Linked DNA regions of Pan troglodytes: region 2 is linked to region 1. A link is a contact called in public Hi-C data. All regions are on one chromosome and are shown on one strand. The core of a region is the stretch at or near the end of the contact, and the rest is flanking DNA. Distances in the headings are between cores, read along the strand shown.

Region 1 (3,393 bases), core at 379-2,878:
AAACTGCCTCAGCAGGTCCTGAGATATGTGAGCAAAGTGGGTGGGTAACAGCTTGGCTTTATACTTTTTTTTTTAATTTTCAGTTTTTTTCTGTAGAGACAGGTTCTCGCCATGTTGCCCAGGCTGATCTCAAGCTCTTCAGCTCAAGCAATGCTCCCACCTTGGCCTCCGAGTATGCTGGGATTATAGGCAACAGTCACCATGCCCGGCCTGGTTTTACGGATTTTACAGAGACAGATGTTACAGGCCAAAACCATAAATCAACATATGTAAGATATACATCGGTTCAGCCTAGAAACAGGGTTGGCAGGGGCAGCTTCCAGGTCATAGGGGATTCAAAGATTTCCTGATTGGCAAGTGGTTGAAAGAGTTATGTTTTGCCTAAAGAGTTGAAGTGGGATTACTCACGCCTGTAATCCCAGCACTTTGGAAGGCTGAGGCAGGCAGATCACCTGAGGTCAGGAGTTCGAGACCAGCCTGGCCAACATGGTGAAACATCATCTCTACTAAAAATACAAAACATATATACACATATACGTGTGTGTATATACACACACGTATATGTATACATATACGTGTGTATATATACACACACGTATATGTATACATATACGTGTGTATATATACACACACGTATATGTATACATATACGTGTATATACACACATATAGTGTATATATATACATATATATGCGTATATATACACTATATATATGTGTGTGTGTATATATACATACGTGTGTGTGTATATATATATTAGCCAGGCGTGGTAGCACGCGCCTGTAATCCCAGCTACTTAGGAGGCTGAGGCAGGAGAATCGCTTGAACCCAGGAGGTAGAGGTTGCAGTGAGCCGAGATCATGCCACTGCACTCCAGCCTGGGCCACAGAGCGAGATTCTGTCTCAAAAAAAAAAAAAAAAAAAAGAGTTGACGTGAGTGGACAAAAGGTGCCCGACCTCCTAAGGGAAGGAGCTTCTCTAGAAAACGCGAATTTCGCCCCCTCGAGACAGCTGTGTAGTGCCATATCAAAACATGGGAAAGGAATGTATTTTAGGGTGGAATACTTTGCCTGCCTTCGGGCCTGCTGTCTGCCACGTGAGGCTGTGCCAGTGTGAGGTTGGAATTTGGGATCTGGAGGCTACAGAGCCATCGGTGAGGCCTGAGTCTCTAAGCACAGCGCCCAGAGGGAGAGGGCGGAGCGGGTCCGACCCCCTTTGCGGCAGGGCCTGAGCTGGTTTTCCAGGTTTCTCTGGAAGCCCTGTAGAGGAGCGGAGGGTCCATTCGGTGGGCTGGGGACTTTGAATTTAACCCTGGTTTGCAAGAGGCTTCCAGAGAGGATGTCTGGGAGCGTCTCGGAGGGGGACGAGGGGGCGCCGGGAGGAGCAGGTGCAGGAGCCCACGGCGCAGCGCCCCGCGCAGGCCTGGACGCGGGGACGGCCGCGGCGGCCGGGACAGGGGTCACCCCGCGGGGCCCTCCAGGGTGGGCCGCCCCACGACCCCGGGCCAGGCCGAAACGGGAATCCTCCAGACCCCAGAAGCTGAGCCGGGCTGACCCGGCGGGCGCGGGCGCGGGTGCGAGCGGCGGGAACTGTAGGCGCGGCAGGCGCACCACCCCCCTGCCCGGGCGCTGTGCGCGTGCGCCGAGGTTGCCCCGCCCAGGCCAGGCCCCGCTCCGCCCCGCCCCGCGCACGCCGGCCGCGCCCACGTGACCGGTCCGGGTGCAAACACGCGGGTCAGCTGATCCGGCCCAACTGCGGCGTCATCCCGGCTATAAGCGCACGGCCTCGGCGACCCTCTCCGACCCGGCCGCCGCCGCCATGCAGCCCTCCAGTCTTCTGCTGCTCGCCCTCTGCCTGCTGGCTGCACCCGCCTCCGCGCTCGTCAGGTGAAGCCTCAGGGGCCGGGGCTCAGGGACGGGCGGGGTCGCGGCGCCGAGGTCCCGGGGCCTGTGGTGACTTTCGCGCTCCCCTGTGGCCCCCACGAGCCCCTTGCGCCCCCCGCGCTGGAATGCACCTGTGCCGCCCTGCGCGGCCTCCTGCACGGACCACCCGCCTACGGGGCGCCGGGCTCCGGAGGTGCAGGGGACCTGGGGCAGAGGCGCCAGATGCCTCTCCCCCATGCCACCCTGGGTTGTACCTTGAGGACTGCAGACTGACCGCAGCCTCCCTGGAGACGGGGCGGGGCGAGGGGAGGTAGTGCTCATTCGGGGCAGGTGGAATTGGGGTCTGTACTGAGCGCCCTTGTTGCTGGAGACCTAAGTCAGGCCTCAGAGCCCCCGAGTCTGGGCGAGTCCATTTCCTTAAGGACCCCTTTACCACCTGTGAACTGGGGGCTTTAAAAGTTTGCTCCAGCGGCTCTTATCACAGGCCCTGGGCTGGGAGACCCCGGGAGACCCTAGGAGTTCCCATGTCCCTGAGAGAGGAGGAGGCATGGGGAGTGGGTCGGCTCACCCACCCCGGGCCTGGGGTTGTGCTGTAGTGAGGCCCACACGCTCCTCAGGCCGATCCCCTGTGCCAGGTGAGGCCACCGATTGGGCCTGGATGGGATGGGGCCCGGCCATGCCTGACCAGCTGGGCAGAGGAGGGCCATGCTGCAGTCTGCTTCCTTGACCCCCTCCCCAGCCCTTGCAAGGCAGCCTGCATTCCCAGGAGGGGTATGCTGACCCATCCCATTGGGCACCTGCCCCACCCTTGCTCTGGGCCTTTGTGGGAGACCTGGGATCTGCGATGGGTCCACTGCCTTTGGGCAGGTGGGTGAGGTCAGAAGGCTGCAGGGGCTGGAGCTGGCTGGGCCAGCAGGAGCAGTGGGCTGGGTAGGACTGAGCCTCACCAAAGGCTGTGGGGAATGGCCCCGGGGCGGGTAGTCCCAATTAAAGTCGTTGTAGGGGAGTAGCCACAAGCCTGAGCCTGCCTTGACCTTGCCAGCCTATCCACAGGCCTCCCCTCTCCAAGGAGGGCAGACACAGCAGAGGGGAAACGATCCTGGGGCTTCTTGGAGGGAAGGGTAGCTGAATCCAAGCCCTCACCTGATTCCAGCTCTTGTGCGACTGATACTATTACACCTGCTTCCTGGGTCCCTGGAGGGCGTGTCCCTCCCCCAGGACAAAACCTGGAGCTCTTCCAGCCCACCAGCTCTTAGGCAATAATCTCATCTTCCCGGACCACGCCCCTGACAAGCCAGGAAAAGCCGGCTATGACCTTGTACTCTCAAGTCCCTGGGGCAGGGAAGAGGTTTTATTTAAGTGATTAAAAGCCCAGGGGAGCTTCCTTGGAACAAGGAGTGGGTTCACACCAAGGGGAAGGCCAGTGGCCCTGGGGGAGGGGCAGGGACCCCTCTCTCTGTTACTCGCTTCCTGGGTTTAGAACTCAGGACCCCTGATCTCAGTCTGGAGC
Region 2 (3,393 bases), core at 541-3,040, 70 kb before region 1:
CTAGTTTTGTGGCTCTGGAGGCCGGCATGGCCTGGGAAGCCCAGCCTGTCCCCAGAACACAGGGGCCAGCACAATGGAGGGATTATAGGTACAAAAAGGAGATGCGGAGGTCAGGGCCAGCTTTCCAGGCTGCACCCTGTGCGCAGGGCCCCATGCTCAGAGGGGTCCCTGCTTGGTTTAATGCGTGCTGGGGCCATCTTGAAATTCTTAATTTTGGAACAAGACGCTGCACATTTTCATTCTGCACTGGGCCTCACAAATGACGGAGCTTGTCGTGTTCGGGGGACCCCTTGGGTGAGTCCCCTGCAGATGCAGTGTGGGTGTGCAGCGAAGCTCACGGGCCTCGGCAGCCCCTCAGCTCCTGGGGGACACTCCCAGGTGGGTCGGGCGTCCCACACGTGGCTGGCGGAGCGCCCCTACTGGTGGCTGATGGAATGGGCTGGGTCCACAGGGTCCCTGGAGCGGGACTGTGCCGGCCAGATTCAAACAGGCCACTGCCTCCTCCCTACGTGGAGTTTCAAGGCAACTTCTCTTTTTGAAATGTCAGAGCCTGTATACATGCTGAGATTAAAGTAGCTTCACTCCAGATTTTTATGGTTGAGATTCTGGATAAGTTGCCAATACAGAATCTCCATCTGTGAGTGCGGGCATGTGTGCGTGTGCGTGTGCGTGTGCGTGCGCCCCTCCCCTGTGCCCCCGCTTTGCTGGCGTCCCCCCTCCTTTACTCTAAGAACAGTCAGGGCCGGGCGGAGAGAGCTCCCCTGCAGTGATTTGCCGCGGCCGGCCAGCAGCACTCCTGGGCCAGCCTGGTGACCTTGTCCCCAGAGGAGCACAGGGGCCACCCAGAAGCTGCTCCGGAGAACCCCAGGACCCTGGGGGCGCTGACTGCCGATGCTGGGGGTCCCAAAGCCTGGGGAGGTGCGGGGTCCCTCCGGACCGCCGGGACCCCAGGGAGGTGCAGGTGCAGCGGGCGCATGGCCACCAGGTGGCGCCGTCCGCCCCTCGGGACCCGGCCTCCCTCATGGCTCCCGGGGACAGTGCCCTGGAGACCCTTGGGCGCTGGGGGCTCTCGGGTCTCCCCTCCCAGATCTGGGAATCCCCCGCCCTCCCTGCCTGAGCCTCCCGGGGCTGCTCTCCCCGTTGTCTAGCTTTGGCTGTCTGTCTCCTGTAGCCCTGCTGGGAAAACCTTCTCTGGGAGTTCACGCCATGTTTTCCCAGGAAAGGGAGACGGTCCTTCCTCCCTGGCTCCCCCCTGGCCACCGCTCCAGGAGGCTCCTTAAGGCTCTGGAAACCGGCTCCTCTCTCCCCACGAAGGCGGCTGCTCTGCTCCTGCAGCTGCCAAGCTGCTTAGAAGGCCCCTCCGCATCCCCATCCGACTCACCCTCCAAGGCCAGTGTGAGCCCACCTCTTCCAGGGAACCCTCCCTGGTCACCCCAGGACCCCCAGACCTGCCATGACGTTTTGTGCTGAATTCCACCACGTTAGGGCCCCCAGCCCCCACCAGGCAGAACGGGGGTGAGCCCCCTCCTTTAGACTTCATGTTAGCCCAAGGCGGGCACCATTTCAGGCTTGCTAATGCTTCCCTCCATGGTGAGTCTACACGGAATGGTTTCTGCTTCCGTGGGAACACCTTTCCGTGAGCCCTTCCTCTGGAAAAGCAACGTTTCCCCGAGTGCTGGGGCTGGCAGCCCCCCAGGTGTAAATGCTCTCACCTGACGCCCACCACTTCCTGTGGCCGGCCAGCCACCAGGCCTTCCTCTCAGACACCCAAAGGCGGGTCCAGCTCTCGGACAGCACTGCCTCTGGTGACGGGGAACTCTCTCCTGGGGTAGGAGGGGGTGCGGGGGGCAGGGCTGCAGGAGCCCCACCTTGTGGCCGGAACTGCTGGCCCGTGAGAGCTGGGCAACTCCCTTCGGGAGGAAGGTCTCCCCGAGTCGCAGAGGCTGAGCATCTGGGCTCCAGCCTATTTCCAAGGGTCCCTTGGGGCTGGGGGCACCCTGAGCCCTACCTAGCTTTGCAGGAGGGGGCGATGGGCCCGTCAGGCTGGCCTTGGTGAGAGGCAGCAGGAGGTGGCCTGGCTGAACCTGGTTTGAGCAGGTTCTGCGCGACGGGGAGGGGTCCTGAGGTGCAGGGCCGCCTGGCTCGGAAGAGGGCATCCTCAGGTGCTGTGGGCTGCGGGGAAGCAAGTGTGAGGAGGGTAGGGGCCGGGCGGGGGCTGCCCTGGGCAGTGTGGGGCAGGGGACTCAGAGAGCCAGGTGGGCCGGCTTGGCTCTGCCGCTGCCTCTGCTTCCAGCCCCAGGCACCTTCGGGCCATTCCCCTCTGTGCCTTTGTCTCCTGCTGGGCTGACCCAATCCCTTGAGTTCTTGGTTTCCTAATGAGTGATCCTCTTATCAGCTGGCCCCTGGGCGAGTGGCTGGAAGTCCTTACTCTGGTCTAACCTCAGTGCCTCTTGCTTTAGTTGGACCCCCGAGCAGAGCCTATAGCCTAAGCTCCCCTCCCTCTGCTCTGCCAGTTAGTCTGGTCACTCTAGTCAAATCCGTGACTTGGGCCTACCGTGGAGCAGCCATCCCAGGTCAGGGCGTTCCCTCAGAGCCCTTATCTGCTGGTGGTTAATGCTTAACGGGAAAACCTGTCCCAGCGGGGCCGGCCCCGTGGGGCTGGTCAGGCAGCAAGTGTGGAGGACATAGCCCAGGCTCCGAGGATGCTTTCGGGCCACAGCAGGAGGACGTGTGGGCATGCATGTGCACGTCTGGGCCCGTCCGGTCACACGCGGCCCTGGGCGTGTGGGGACGTGTACGTCCTTCTGGTGTTTGCACAGGGCATGGGTCTGTCTCCTAGTCTGACTCAGTCTGGGATGAGAAGGGCCAGAGGCTGCCCTAGTGGGGCTTTTAGGCAAGCAAGGGGAGACATGCAGGGGGTGGCTCGACGCTGGCCCCAGGGTACAGCTGAGCTACGTGCCCCGCGCGCGGTTCTCTGCAGCCAGCTGTGTAGGGGCTTTGTACCTTCCCCAGTATATGGGCGCCTTCACAGCCAGACGGGCGTCTGAGGTTCCAGGGCAGGAAGGAGAAAACCAAACAGAGCTGGAGCCCAAGGCCAGCCCCGAGGCCCCGAGACGGTGGCTTGGCAGCCAGCAGCCTCCTGGAGACCCTGGTGGGGCTCCTGGATGGGGACGCTTCCTCTGAGGTCGCCTGGGGAATGCTTGAGGTTGGACTGCAAGGCAAGCGCTGGCTCTGGGGAGCCAGGAGTCACTGGCACACAAAGAGAAGTGTGCTGGGTGAGCGCGTTTGCCCCACCCACTCTGACCCCAGCTGCTGAGCCCTGCAGGGCTGGGGCACCCTCATCAGCTGGGGCCCGGGATGGCCGGGGATGGGGGAGCTCAGCTTGCCGCAGTT

Evidence for each region. A called contact is a pair of places that touch in the nucleus more often than the background predicts.
Region 2: a Hi-C map of stem cell-derived neural progenitor cells shows a contact between it and region 1, with 2.9 times the contacts expected there. The contact joins the promoter of SYT8 here to the promoter of CTSD in region 1. A contact is called at or near these places in 1 of 7 Hi-C or Micro-C datasets (stem cell-derived neural progenitor cells) and 1 of 1 datasets of contacts at active chromatin or transcription factors (stem cell-derived excitatory neurons).

What each region holds. Positions count from the first base shown.
Region 1 is chr9:6,022,043-6,025,435 of NHGRI_mPanTro3-v2.0_pri, reverse strand. It overlaps CTSD (cathepsin D), which reads left to right and starts at 1,628. Exons shown (of 9, transcript XM_016920115.4): 1 at 1,628-1,886. The coding sequence starts at 1,819.
Region 2 is chr9:6,092,088-6,095,480 of NHGRI_mPanTro3-v2.0_pri, reverse strand. It overlaps SYT8 (synaptotagmin 8), which reads right to left and starts at 1,790. Exons shown (of 9, transcript XM_009459679.4): 1 at 1,713-1,790.